Regions from separate parts of the Capsicum annuum genome. Here region 2 is linked to region 1. Evidence: chromatin contacts called from public Hi-C data. All regions are on one chromosome and are shown on one strand. The core of a region is the stretch at or near the end of the contact, and the rest is flanking DNA. Distances in the headings are between cores, read along the strand shown.

Region 1 (6,709 bases), core at 1,879-4,378:
TTAATGTTGTATATTTAAGATATCAAATTTTCCAACATGGATTTGAGCTAAGAACCAGAAGGAAGGAGCAAACTTACACTGGCACATGTGTGTGATAAGACATTACAATTGGCACGGACAGAAGTTTTGCCATGATAAGAGCACCAAATACCTAAAAACAAGGAAAAAAAGTTATATAAGACAGGAAGCTGGAAAACATTAATTCCCTTCAGTTTTTCAATAGCAACAATGATATCATAACTGAAAGAAGGAAAAGAACTGAAATCTTACCATTATACCAGGAGATGATGCATGTATGATATCGGGCTTGAACTTTGCTACCTCTGAGATTATTCTAGGGCTGAGAGCAAGTGAGAGGGGTACTTTCCGGTACCAGGGGCAGGGAAAACTGCAAGAAAGGATATACTTCAGAAAGAAGCTTTCTTAGGAGACGGGAAAAGCTCCGTATATTGACAATTTTTCATAATCATGGAGTCCTTAACCTCAACTCTTTGAAGGTAACGTAGGAAAAATGAGTGAGTTAATTATTCAAACAAGGAAAGCAAAAAATATTTAAGGTAACAGTTGCAACCTCCGTGATCCTATCAATTTTGCCCCATAAAATTCTTCGGGTACTCCTTCATGTGTTGTCACAACCATAACCTGCGTGACAAATGCACAAAGATCTGTTCAGCAGTTGATCGTCAAGTGTAGATCTTCTATTCTTATGCCATAAATACTACTCCACTTAATAGACTACAAGAACTATGCCTACGAGTATATTTATATCAAAGGATACCTCTGAGCTAAATTACTTTTAGAATAACCATTGGCTGAAAATGTGCAGAAAAAGCATATCAAGTTGCTTGACATTGGTTTAGGTGAAAGAAAATAGAAAAGACCAACGGATATTAAATTTTTTATTGATATAATATCATAAAATATTCATTGGATTTAATAATATGAACATGGAAATATCCCAAGTAGATAGTTACGCTATAGCATGTCATTCAGGCCCCCTACCGAAAGAACACCAACAGACATCATAAACTAACATCATCATTGTTAAACATAGAATATACCTCATCCCCCATTTCCCGGAGATACTTTATAAAATTCTGGAACCTGTTCTTATATCCAGAAACATACCTGTATTACACAAAAGGGAAACAGTGGTTTTCATCAATAATAAGACAATTGAAGAACAAACATAGTGGGAGTAAGAAGTGATTGAAGTCATGCATAAATCTTGATCATGGAAGTAGAGAATTCAGTATGAATTTAATTTTCTAAGACTATAATCTATCTTGTCTAAAATCACATTTGCAATGTCAATGTAAATAGAAAGGTAATATTCTAATTTCTAGAGAAGACACTAGAGACTCTAGGAGAAAGGATCTTCCCACCCAACCCTCACCTAAAAGTAAAAGACAAACCAAAGGATGAAAGAAGTATCACTTATATTCAAGGTTGAAGGTTATCTATTTTAAACAAAATGCCTTTACAGAATATGACGTTTGATATTTTGCAAATCTTGTGAGGATCCCTCTTAAGTTGAGTAAGCTTGAGGAACCATGCAAGACCAGTGAAGAGCCAAAATGTGGCGAAAAGCAATTAGCTTCAAGTAAAGAAGCAGTAATGAGCACTATAAAAGTGAGAAAGAAGTTTCTGTCCATAGGAAGAAATGAGAAAGAAGATACTGCATTATCAACTTATGCTCAATGCCATTCAAGTAAAATAAAAACATTTCTTTGTACTTCTAAATAGAAGTTACATAGAACTTTGCATATGATTCATCAAACACCAAATTGCATTGTAATATTGATATTTGACAACACATTATGACAATCAACTTAGTTAAAGTAACATAGGATCTCTGGCAGGATTCCGATACATGACAATATGTTGCAAGGGAAAAAAAAGACACACAAAGCAAGAAGAGTCGACTGCAAAATGCAAAGCAGAGTAATGGCATTTCCCTATAATGCAACTCAGATGGTTAGTAATCCACTCTTAAACAGTAATGTCTGTCAGCACACATGAATAAAAAATATTTCTTGCAATAAATGCTTTCATCGAAGAAACATATGGTCAGTATGTATGACTACACTTCTACATAAAAGCATAATAATGAAATAATAACAAGGCATGATACATAAACAGGCACTCGAACTTGGCATCAGTTGACATCCAGACACTAACTCATCTCCAGTTTGCCAATTAAACACTCCAACTTAAAAAATGATCATCATAACACCTCCAAAATTTATGTGCCACGTCAGTATTGGGTGCCCACAAGACACAATGGGGACGAGTCAAAGCATTTAGTTGCCAGTTGAGACCAAGTTGAAGTGTCTAGATGTACACTGTCAACGTTAGAATTCATATATTCCAGTTGAGGCCAAGTTTGAGCGTCTGTTTATGTACTATGCCCAATAAAAATATAACCCTAACACCACACATCCAAAAGTTTCTTTAACTCATAATCATACAACCTCATAAAGATTTCATAATAAATGGATCTAGTGGATCACATAAACTAAAGTCAACATATCAAACGTAAACAATCAAGAAACCAAAATTTAGCAAGCAAAAGCAACCAACTTTCCCAACTTTTAATTAACAATTATACAAAGTGAATCTTCGACAAAAAAAAAAAAAGGAAATCAAGAATGGTCTATAATTAATTTAATGAGTAATTAATACTCACGCAAAAGGTGAAGGTTCAACAAAGAGAGCAATACGCCTAGGCTCTTTCATCTCAGATTCAAGTAAAAGTGGAGGATTCTCATCATCTTCTTCATCTCTGTACTCAGTAATTGTCATATTACTACTAATTCTCTGGAAAGGGTTTGTTTTAAAGTTGCTTTTATACTGTAAGAAGGTGATCTTTGTGGAAATTAAACTAATGGGGTAGGTTCTTGAAGTTGAAACTTTATAAAAACTAGAGGTGAAAAAAGAATAAGAATAAGAGGAAAATGAAGGTAAGGAATCACAAGGTGTAAAGTTAGAAGAATTTATAAAGTGAGAAGAAAGATTGGACATGTTAAGAGTTTGTCTAAATGAGGTTATAATATGTATCTGCGGGGTTGGGTTGGGGGGAGGGGGATTGTATTTGAATTAGTGCTTGCATAATAAAAACACTATGCCACGAAAAAATACATCTTTTTGCTTAATTAAAAGTATCGGTTTTAAGTCTTGAGTATAAAAAAGAAATTCTTAGTTAGAAGTGTGATTTCTAATGAGTCGTGTTTAATGTAAATTTGAATTAATCGAATTTTAATATAAATATTAAATATTTAAAATAAAAATAAAAAATTAAATGTGATGGACCATGAGAAGGAGACTCTAACATGAATATTCTTTTGCACCATATTTAAAAAAGAATCAATCTATGTCACTAATTTAAAAAGTTACAAAAATAGATTGTTTGTATAAAATAAGTGCATAATATTTTTTTTTTCATCTTAACACCGTTAAAATAGAATAATGCACTAAATAAGTGCACTATCCATTTTTATATGGATAGTGCACTATTCATTTTTTTTTATTAAATAAGTGCACTACTCATTTATTTTATGGACAGCGCACTAAAAAAGTACACTATAAATTATTTGATCTCATAAAATACGTAAAATTTCATCTCATAAAAAATTACAGCATTCATTGACATACAAATACATAACTTTTTACATTGTACGTTATGTTGCAATTTGATATTATAAAAAAAATTAAAATTTCATCTCATAATAAAATACTTAAAATTTCATCTCACAAAAGAAGTACAAGATATCAAAATAATGGATAGTGCACTTTTTTAATGCACTATCCATTTATTTTATGAATAGTGCACTAAAAAAATGCATTAAACTATAAAAAAAGGAGAATAATGCACAAAAGAAGTGCAATATATGAAAAATAATTAATAATGTACTCATTTAGTGCACTATTCTATTTTAACGGTATCAAAATAAAAAAAAATAATATTATATACTTATTTTGTGCAAACAGTTTATTTTTATAATTTTTTAAATTAGTGGCATATATTGGTTTTTTTAAAACATGATGACATATTTAAATTCCGCACTCGGAAATGTGGAATAATTGAAAACTATGAATAGCATATGCTTATTTAGAACCACAAATATGGGGCCTTCATTTTTTGGCAGCAACATGTTATTTTCTCCGTAGGGTCTATATTTATTTCTTATACTATAATGTTGAATCAAGTGAAACTGAATATCTGGCCTTAAATGGAAAATCTGTTTTCTGTCCATAGAGATTTGATTTTGTAATTTTTTATAAATTTTCTTTAATTCTATATTTTTTTTATAAGAGATATTCATGTTTACATCATATCTTTATTTTTATATATAAAATATTTAAAAAGTTTATTTTATTTTATTTAATTTGTAAGTTATCATAAGATATTATTTATTGTGCATAATTGTGTGCTTTTGAGTTTCAATATTTAAGATATTGACAGCATATGGTATATGCTATTTATGATTCTATGGAAAAATATACTGTAGGAGTATTGTTTAAAAAAATATGTATTAAATTTGTAAAAAGAAATATAAAATAAGAAAAAAATCATAATGGCTACAAAATCAATTGATTCCCACCTCAAAGTAAGAGTGTCAAACGAGCCGGGTTGATCCGGTCCACTTCCAAAAATCAACCCGATTTGACCTGGTCCGATCAGTCTACGGGCTGTAGGGTATCGGGTCTCGGGCCAATTTAATTTTTTTTTGGGTCCGGTTAATCCGGTCCGGACCAAAACTGATCCATGCTCGCCGGTTAATCGGCCCGGCCCAATTTCTATTTTTTTTTTTTCAGAATTTTGGACATTGGGCCCAAACTAGCCGTTGGCCTAACGACTATATTGCCGTTTTTGGGTCCAAACGGCTAGTTTGACCTTTATAATTATTTTTTTCTTTTTACATTTAAAATTATTTTTTAACCCCAAAAAAATTCTTATAAATACCCTACACTTTCAAATCATTTTTCACACAATTTTTCATTCTCTCTCAATTCTCAAATATTCAATGTAGAATATCCTTAACTTCTGCTCTTGATTGTGCTGTAAATAAAAATGATTATTTAACCATTACTTGTCACTGGTTAGATAGTAATTTTGTTATGCAAAAACGTATTCTTGCTTTTTTATATGATGAAGATCGTAAACATACTGGAGATTTTATTGCTGATTTGATTGCTAAAGTTGCAGAATTTTGCGGTATTGAAAATAAAATCTTATGTATTGCTTTTGATAATGCTTCTAACAACAAGACTACTATAACAAAGTTAAAATCTAAGCTATCTCTGCCGTTACTTGAAATTTTTCATGTTAAATGTGCTTGTCATATATATAATTTAATTGTAAGAGATGGTCTTGAGTTTTTTAAACTTTATATTGAAAAAATTCGACTTGTAGTTGGTTTTATTCAAGGAAATAATTGTAGAAAAATAATTAAAGACTTTAAACTTAAATGTGAACAAAATGGACTTGCACCGATATTGATGCTTGAAGAATGTGATACTAGATGGAATGCTACATATGATTTTTTAAAAACTTGTTATAAATATAGAGTTCCTATTACACTATCTTTTAACCAACATTGTGGTTCGTTTGCTGATTCTGCCCACTGCATGCTACATGATTTTAACTGGACTATAATTAATGATCTTGTTAAGTTTTTGAAAAAATTTATATAACTATAGTTGAATTTTTCGGTGCTTATTATCCTACTGCTTGTAATATTTTGACATATATAGCTGATATTTCTGCTTTGGTCAAAGAATATAAAAATAAAGAAGGTTACAAAGAAGCTATTAGTGCCATGTTTACTAAATTTTTAAAATATTTTTTTTTCTGATTCCCTCTATTTATTTGGTTGGTGCTATACTAAATCCATGCATGAAATATAATACTATGTGCCACTTTAGTACTCTTATTTATGCTAACTTAAAGATAAATACTAACAATGATTCTGGTGATGAAGAACAAGAACAACCTGATTTGTGGACGACTATGGGTGATGCGAATGCTTACATAGATAAATTATATAACCGCTATGCTGATTTAGTTGATTTAGTTGTGCCGACAAATATTACTCCAACTGTCGCTCTTTGTCCTCCCAAGGAGCCATCATCTTCTAAAAAGCCGGCACATAGTGATTTTCCTGATCACTTTTATGATTTACCTTGTTAGAACAGTGTTGACGAGGGAGCTTACACATCAACTTATCGGGAAGAGTTGAAGAATTATCTCCGATCGCCGCTAGAGGATCGTAGACGACAGATCAACACGTTGGATTGGTGGAGGTATAATGAAGCATAATATTCTGTGCTTTCAAGATTAGCTAGAGATATCCTGAATGTTCCAATGTCAACCGTTGCATCGAAAAGCGCTTTTAGTCAGGGATGACAGTAACTTGGAAACAATCGATATTCATTGGGAAGTAATGCAATGAATGTTCTAGTTTGCCTTAGAGATTGGATTAGAGCAGAACAAAGAAATCAAGGAATGGAAGTGGAGCCGAACGACGAGCAGAGACTTGAATACATTATGACTTCACGGGAGAACTTAGCAGAATCAAGTCCAATGCATGGTTTTGTCCCCGTTGACTTTGACTATCGCATGCAAGTTCCCGTTAATATTAACATGAATGAGTTAGAAAAAATGATGCAAAATTTGTAGATTTTTCAACCATATAAATTATAAATT
Region 2 (6,303 bases), core at 3,068-5,567, 360 kb after region 1:
TAGTGAAGCTAGAGAAAAATAAGGCCAAAGCTGCTAAATGTATTATCACTAAATCTAATCAATTTCACTATCAAATTGAGGACATCTATCTTAGGCTATTCTCTATTGGTCTTAAGGAGAAAATTTGTAAATTTGTTCTTGTAGGAGATGGGAACTGACAGAAATTCCTTGTAATCATGCTATTGCAACGATATGGGTTAAGAAGGATGATACTGAAATGTATGTTCATGAATGCTACACAGTTAAGCAGTACTTGAAGAGTTATGATCCATCAATCTTGCCAATTATTAGCATTAATCAATGGCCTAAGACAGGGCTAGAACCACCACTACCACCCATATACAAAGCACAATCAGGTAGACCAAAAAAATTAAGGACGAAAGGTATTGATGAGACAACTCAAAAAGAATCAGATTCTGATAAGCTTACCTTGTTAGAAGCATCAGAAAGAATAGAAAAAAGAAGTGTGGATCATATGGAACTTTAGGACATAATAGTAGAAAGTGTCCTATTCTTATGGCAAGAAACTACTCTGAAGCTCAACATCAATAGATCCATCAGCAAGGCGAAAAGGAAGGTCCTTCGGCACCTAGTAATGCTACACCTAGTAATGCTACAGAAGTAAGTGGTTATATAGTTTGATTTTCTTCATCAAGGGTAATAATTCTAAAATGTTATTTTATTGCACGTTTCAAACACTAGTACTGAGAATGTGGCATCAATGCAATCCAGTTCCTTATTTGTGACAAAAATTGCAATTACTTTTCTCTTTTTACTCATGTTGTCTGTATTGGACCTTAACTAACTTATTCTCTTCTGTATATTGTAGTTCAATCAATTTAATGAGACAATGATACCTCAAGAACAATTGAGAAGTTATGCATTTATTTTAAAAGAAATTGGTGAGCATGCTAGAGAAGATACAAGGCCACTCATCATTGGAAAAATGGGAAAACAGTACGTCCCATTATAAAGATTACAAGAAGCACTTTCTCAAAATAGCAAAAGAGTAAGCAGTGATCCAAGGGATAAGAAGAAAGTTATCCTTTAAATAAAGAGAGAAAATCGATGGCATTATGCACGTGAGTTTATATCTGGTTCTTTCTTGATGACTTTAAGGTTTATTATGCTCTAGTGTATGTGAATTGATTGTGTTTTTCCTTTTAAAATTCAATGCAACTTACACAATTATCTTTTATTCGATCCTATTTCTATATTAGTTTACTGATTAATCGAGTAATTAATTTAATTTTTTAATAAGTATCTAAGCAATTTAACTTTAAACTCAAGCCGAATATCCAAAAACATCAATTTAAAGTTAATTAAAGTACATACTTGCATCAGGCTGAAGTGTCTTTGCATCAACAGAACCCGCCAGAATATCGGTAACACCTGTCATTTGGAATTACATGTATGCATTGAAATAGTATGGTGCAAACATAACAACCGAATCACCAGCACCACAAAGTGCGAAAACAACATTTATGAAAGACTGGAATTAAATCATTAAGATTCCATTAGAGATTTCTAAGCAATAGAAAACAGCTAGCCCGTTAGTCCCTAACAAAGAACATGACATTTACACAAATTAATCTACCGCTACATGTAGCATCTCTATTACACTATAAATGGATATTTATCGTCACTCTACTATCTTCGTTCAGCTCAAGACTGCATCTGAATTTGTTTATTGTAGTAAATAGTGATTTTAATTTGGAGCATTATCGAGGACACCATCCTCCTATTAACTGCTCTTGGCAGGTTTGGAGTGATCTGTTTGTACTCATACTTTGTGAGCCCTTTGACCATCATTTACTCAGTCATGGAAAGTCTAGCCAATTAAATTTTAAATTAGAACCCGAAATAATCATAAGTTTCATTTTTCAGACAAAAAGGAAAAAAACAGACAAGAAGGTTGAAACAATAACAGAAGTTCATTTTATGTATGTGAGAATAATGAAAAACAGATGCTAGGTATTCCTTTTGACTGGATGCTACAACTTTTTATATGTGAATGGGTTTGTTTTTGTAAGTTTCAATAGCAAAAGCCTAAGAAGAAAGACATCTACACCTCTTTAAGCTTTGCAGAGAGAGAAAAATACTAGCTCTGTCTGCGACTGACTCCCATACTTCAAGTTTATCAAAACTTACACTGTCTTCATATCCTCATCTCAACAGTTTTGAAGAAACGTCTTATGCAATCTATTATCAAATCTCAAGGATAAATTTTTTTGACATGAACGCATACATACTTCTTAATCCTTACAATACTGCAGTGCAAAAATGTTGAAGCACGTTTCTGAATAGATCTTTGGTTCTCACCCTTTTTGTTCCTTTCATTTAAAAGATTTCTCCAATTTCATTTTACAAAAGAGAAAGGGTTGTTCCTATTGCAAGATTGTCATCTCATGAAAGCCACAGCACACAACAATGCAGTAATAATATGCAAAAACTAAACGAGGTTTTATATGAAATAGAGAAAGTTTGACTTTTGATCAGCTTCTTTTCTTATGAAGAAATTTTTTTCTGATGAAGATCAAGTTGTAGCATGGAGCAAAATAAGCCCACAACAGAAGAATAATCATAGGTGGGTGCAAACAGAAGAAAATAAAATCCACATCTCGAAAGTCAAAAGCACATCATAATTTACATAGAAGCTAAAATTTCACAGGTGAGGCAATTCTATTTTTATTTCATAAGTCTTCCATAGCGTTTATCAGGAAAATCATTGTACGGAAGCTAGCATTTTGTTGACTGCATAAACTTTAACAAGTCCTCACCGAAAAAAGAGAGACATTAAAAAAAATAAGGAAAAACCTTCACTCACAACCATCACTTGCTGTTTTGGAGATAAAATCTCTTAGTATTATAACAATGTAGACAGTAGAAACTTGCACTTTCTTTGAGGATCCCTACCACAATAAATAAATGGAAAAGAAAAAAAGAAGAATCGGATAAAAGCTTAGGAAAAATGGGAAGGGGAACCGAATAACAGCTTAGGAAGGTGAAGTAAATATGCACCCCAAATACTGGTCATATGTCAAAGCAAACGAATCATGTATAGAGGTGGTGTAGCATCAATTCAATCCACTCTAACTCAAGCAAGCAATTCACCAAAATGCGGTTCCAACCTACACCACCCAACCTTTATCTAGAAAAATTGAACGAAAAGCGAGAAAAAAAGTTGTCTGCTACTAATAAGGGCAGGTAAGAAAGGAGATGAGGTGACCGGCACCTATACCCTCAAATGACTAAATAGTAAAAAAGTAACATTTTACCTGATTTTCACCGGAAGTAACCATCACTAAGGATTTATGTAGGTTCAATAAAATTCTTTCTCTTTCACTCATTTTCACCTGTAGATTGTGTTGTTAACATCACAATGCTCTACTATTAAATCGTTGGGCCTGTGTCTATTTCTGATAACCACCATCATAATCATGAGATTAAACTCCAAACAACACAATAATGATGAAAGTTAAGCAACGCATAACTAAGAATTTCTACTAGAACCGAATTTTTTCGCGATAATTAGAAGCCTAAAATAAGGATGAACAAACTCAGGACCAACATACACCAACTAACAATGTACAAGAAAGAATGGGTTAAGAAATTTTACTTTTCACTAATTGAAAGAACAATGAAAACTGTGGTGAAAACAACATACCACAGCCAGAGCAGTTCCCATCTTTTTATTTGAAAAATCAAAATGGAATCAAGGCATTCTCATTTTTTTATTTGCACAAAAATTAAAATGGAATCAAGGTAATCTCAGCAACCAATACCCCACCCTACCAACAAAAACAACCTCGACGACAATAGTTAGAACAAGATCTATGAAAATATGTTTTCCGAAGTAGTTCAATGTCTTTACATCTAGATGTAAAGCTCCAGTCTACACATGAGATACCATTGTAGAGTTGAGCTACTAAACTTGAGCTACCATGCAAGAAAAAGTTTCAGATATGCAAATCAAATAAAACACCAAATTGAGAATTTAATAAAAAAGACAGATAAAAAATTTCAAAAATAAAAATACATTTACGAGGTCTGTAAGAAAAAAGATCGAAGAGGAATACAAGTAACTTAGACCCTAGGTCGAACTGAAAAAAATGGAGAAAGAAAATCCGATTTGACATAATTGAAGCAAAAATCATTCTATCGTAAGCTCCTCCACGAATTTCCTCTTTGAATTTCATCAATTTTGATTTCAGTTATGCATTTGATTGAAAAAAGGGAAAATCAACAGATTAACAGAAAGTTGAGTTGGAGAGAGAAAATAACACACTGTCCAAGTAAAGATGATAGAAATGAAGCCTTCTTGTTAGTTGTGATGTAAAAGAAAAAACATTTCTTTACACGTGAAGGATAAAACAAAATTTTATTGTTAATAATAGTAATATTGTGTAATACCATAAATGCCCTTAACTGTATTGAAAGATCCGTTAAAATTGCAAACTACTGTTACTTAAAGGATTAAAACTGCTTACTTTAATTAATTAAAGGTTAAATGAGAAAAGTTAAAAATCCCAGGAATTAAAATCATAATAAGGCCCTAACACAGGGGCTAAAATAATTTTTTTTCTTATTAATTATTTAATAGGTTATGATAATAAAAAAAATTGTGGGAGTAATGAAAATAATGATTGTTAAGTTTCACATTATAGAAATTTCAAAAAAAAAAAAGAGAACTCAAATTTTCTAACGTTGCATATTTAATATAATTAAGAGAGTTAAAAGAGTTTTTTTCTTTTTTGAACTTTTGTTTAATATAGAACATAAATGAAAACAAATAGAGAAAAGATCAAAAAAATTGTATTTTTTAACCAATGAAAGATGTCACATCATTATTTTCTATTCCAAATATATATATTAATATTGACACTCTTTGTCTTCTTCATTTATTTATTTTTTTACATTTTGACATTTCTTAATAAAAATTTTGACTCTGTCATTATCTCACATACATATATTTAATGAACAAATAAAAAATTGGTGAAATACACTCTTTCAGACATAAGATGAAACTACAAAACTAAAACAAATAAGAAAGAATAGCCCAAAAGCAAAAACTTATTTTCGAATATCACAATTGTAGAAAATCAAACGTGAAGTAGAACATGCATATAATCACATAGAATTATAATTGTTCAAAGTGATAAAAAGTAAATGGAAATTTTCATAAAAAGTAAATAAAAACTTGTATCAAAGAAATAAACACAAATTATCTCATTTTTAATTTGTTGCTTAAATTGTCTTCTTCAAATCCTTCATAATGTCTTCTGAACAATTCAAATCAAGATACATGCTCAAAAAGAACAATTATTTTTTTTTTATTATAAGATTCAATAGACTAAAAAGAAGTAAAATTGTGGGAGAGTTAAAACTTGATCTTGAAATATATACTCAATATTATTAATACATGTTGAACCTTGGAACCTGAAAAGACTAAAATGCAATCGAAAAGGCACGTAGGCAGCTTAATGATTCATTATCTCAATTCAATTCTTGAAACTCTAATGACCAACTATAATGTAAATATTCTTTCAACTTTAATGACCCACTATAATTAGTTTTTGACAATTTTAGTTAATAAAAAAAAGACTTAAAAAGATCACAGTATGGATGGTGATTTTAAAAGCATGTCATATCATTATTTTTACATTATTTCTTTATATATAAATATAGATTTTAACAATAACTATGAAATAAATAATTAATTTATAATTTTTTTTTAATCTTTTCAATCTTTGTATAATTGTATAGTTTGTTGTTTTCTATTTTTTTTTAGTAAAAAAATATTTTGAGACTGATTTGCATAAAATTATTTGTAAAAGTTAAGGTCTTAAGATTGTCCATTCTGCAAAAAATCTCATCCTTGAAACTGATTTGCATAAAATTCTTGTTGTAAATATTCTAATATATGATTTACAAATAAATAACAATGTTATTTAAATAAGATAATGACCAATTTAAATAAACTATTTTCACATATCTTTATAATCTCAATGTGAGATTTTTAGCGTAAATCCAAATTTAGATAGTCTTCAATACGAATATCAAATCCGAAAAAAAGATACCTTTATAATCAAAGAATTCTTGACAAAACCGCGTAAAGAGTCAAATTATATGATGTAGTAGTAACAATATAAAATCTTAGTTGTTGTGTGATCACCTATATTATCATTAAACTTTTAGAAATTTAGAATAGAAAGATGAACTAAAAAGTAAAGACCAAAAATGAAATCAAATTATAACACACTTAAAATCATACCCGATTTCAAAATGGTATAGTATATGGAG

Evidence for each region. A called contact is a pair of places that touch in the nucleus more often than the background predicts.
Region 2: a contact with region 1 is called in a Hi-C map of leaf, with 4 times the contacts expected there. The contact joins the promoter of LOC107842771 here to the promoter of LOC107842773 in region 1. A contact is called at or near these places in 3 of 5 Hi-C or Micro-C datasets (bud and leaf).

Annotation. Positions count from the first base shown.
Region 1 is chr9:58,416,730-58,423,438 of UCD10Xv1.1, forward strand. LOC107842773 (sulfoquinovosyl transferase SQD2) reads right to left here and starts at 3,129. Exons shown (of 11, transcript XM_016686797.2): 1 at 2,690-3,129; 2 at 1,062-1,128; 3 at 572-642; 4 at 271-388; 5 at 78-151. The coding sequence starts at 3,024.
Region 2 is chr9:58,771,015-58,777,317 of UCD10Xv1.1, forward strand. It overlaps LOC107842771, which reads right to left and starts at 4,318. Exons shown (of 2, transcript XR_007044827.1): 1 at 1,336-4,318.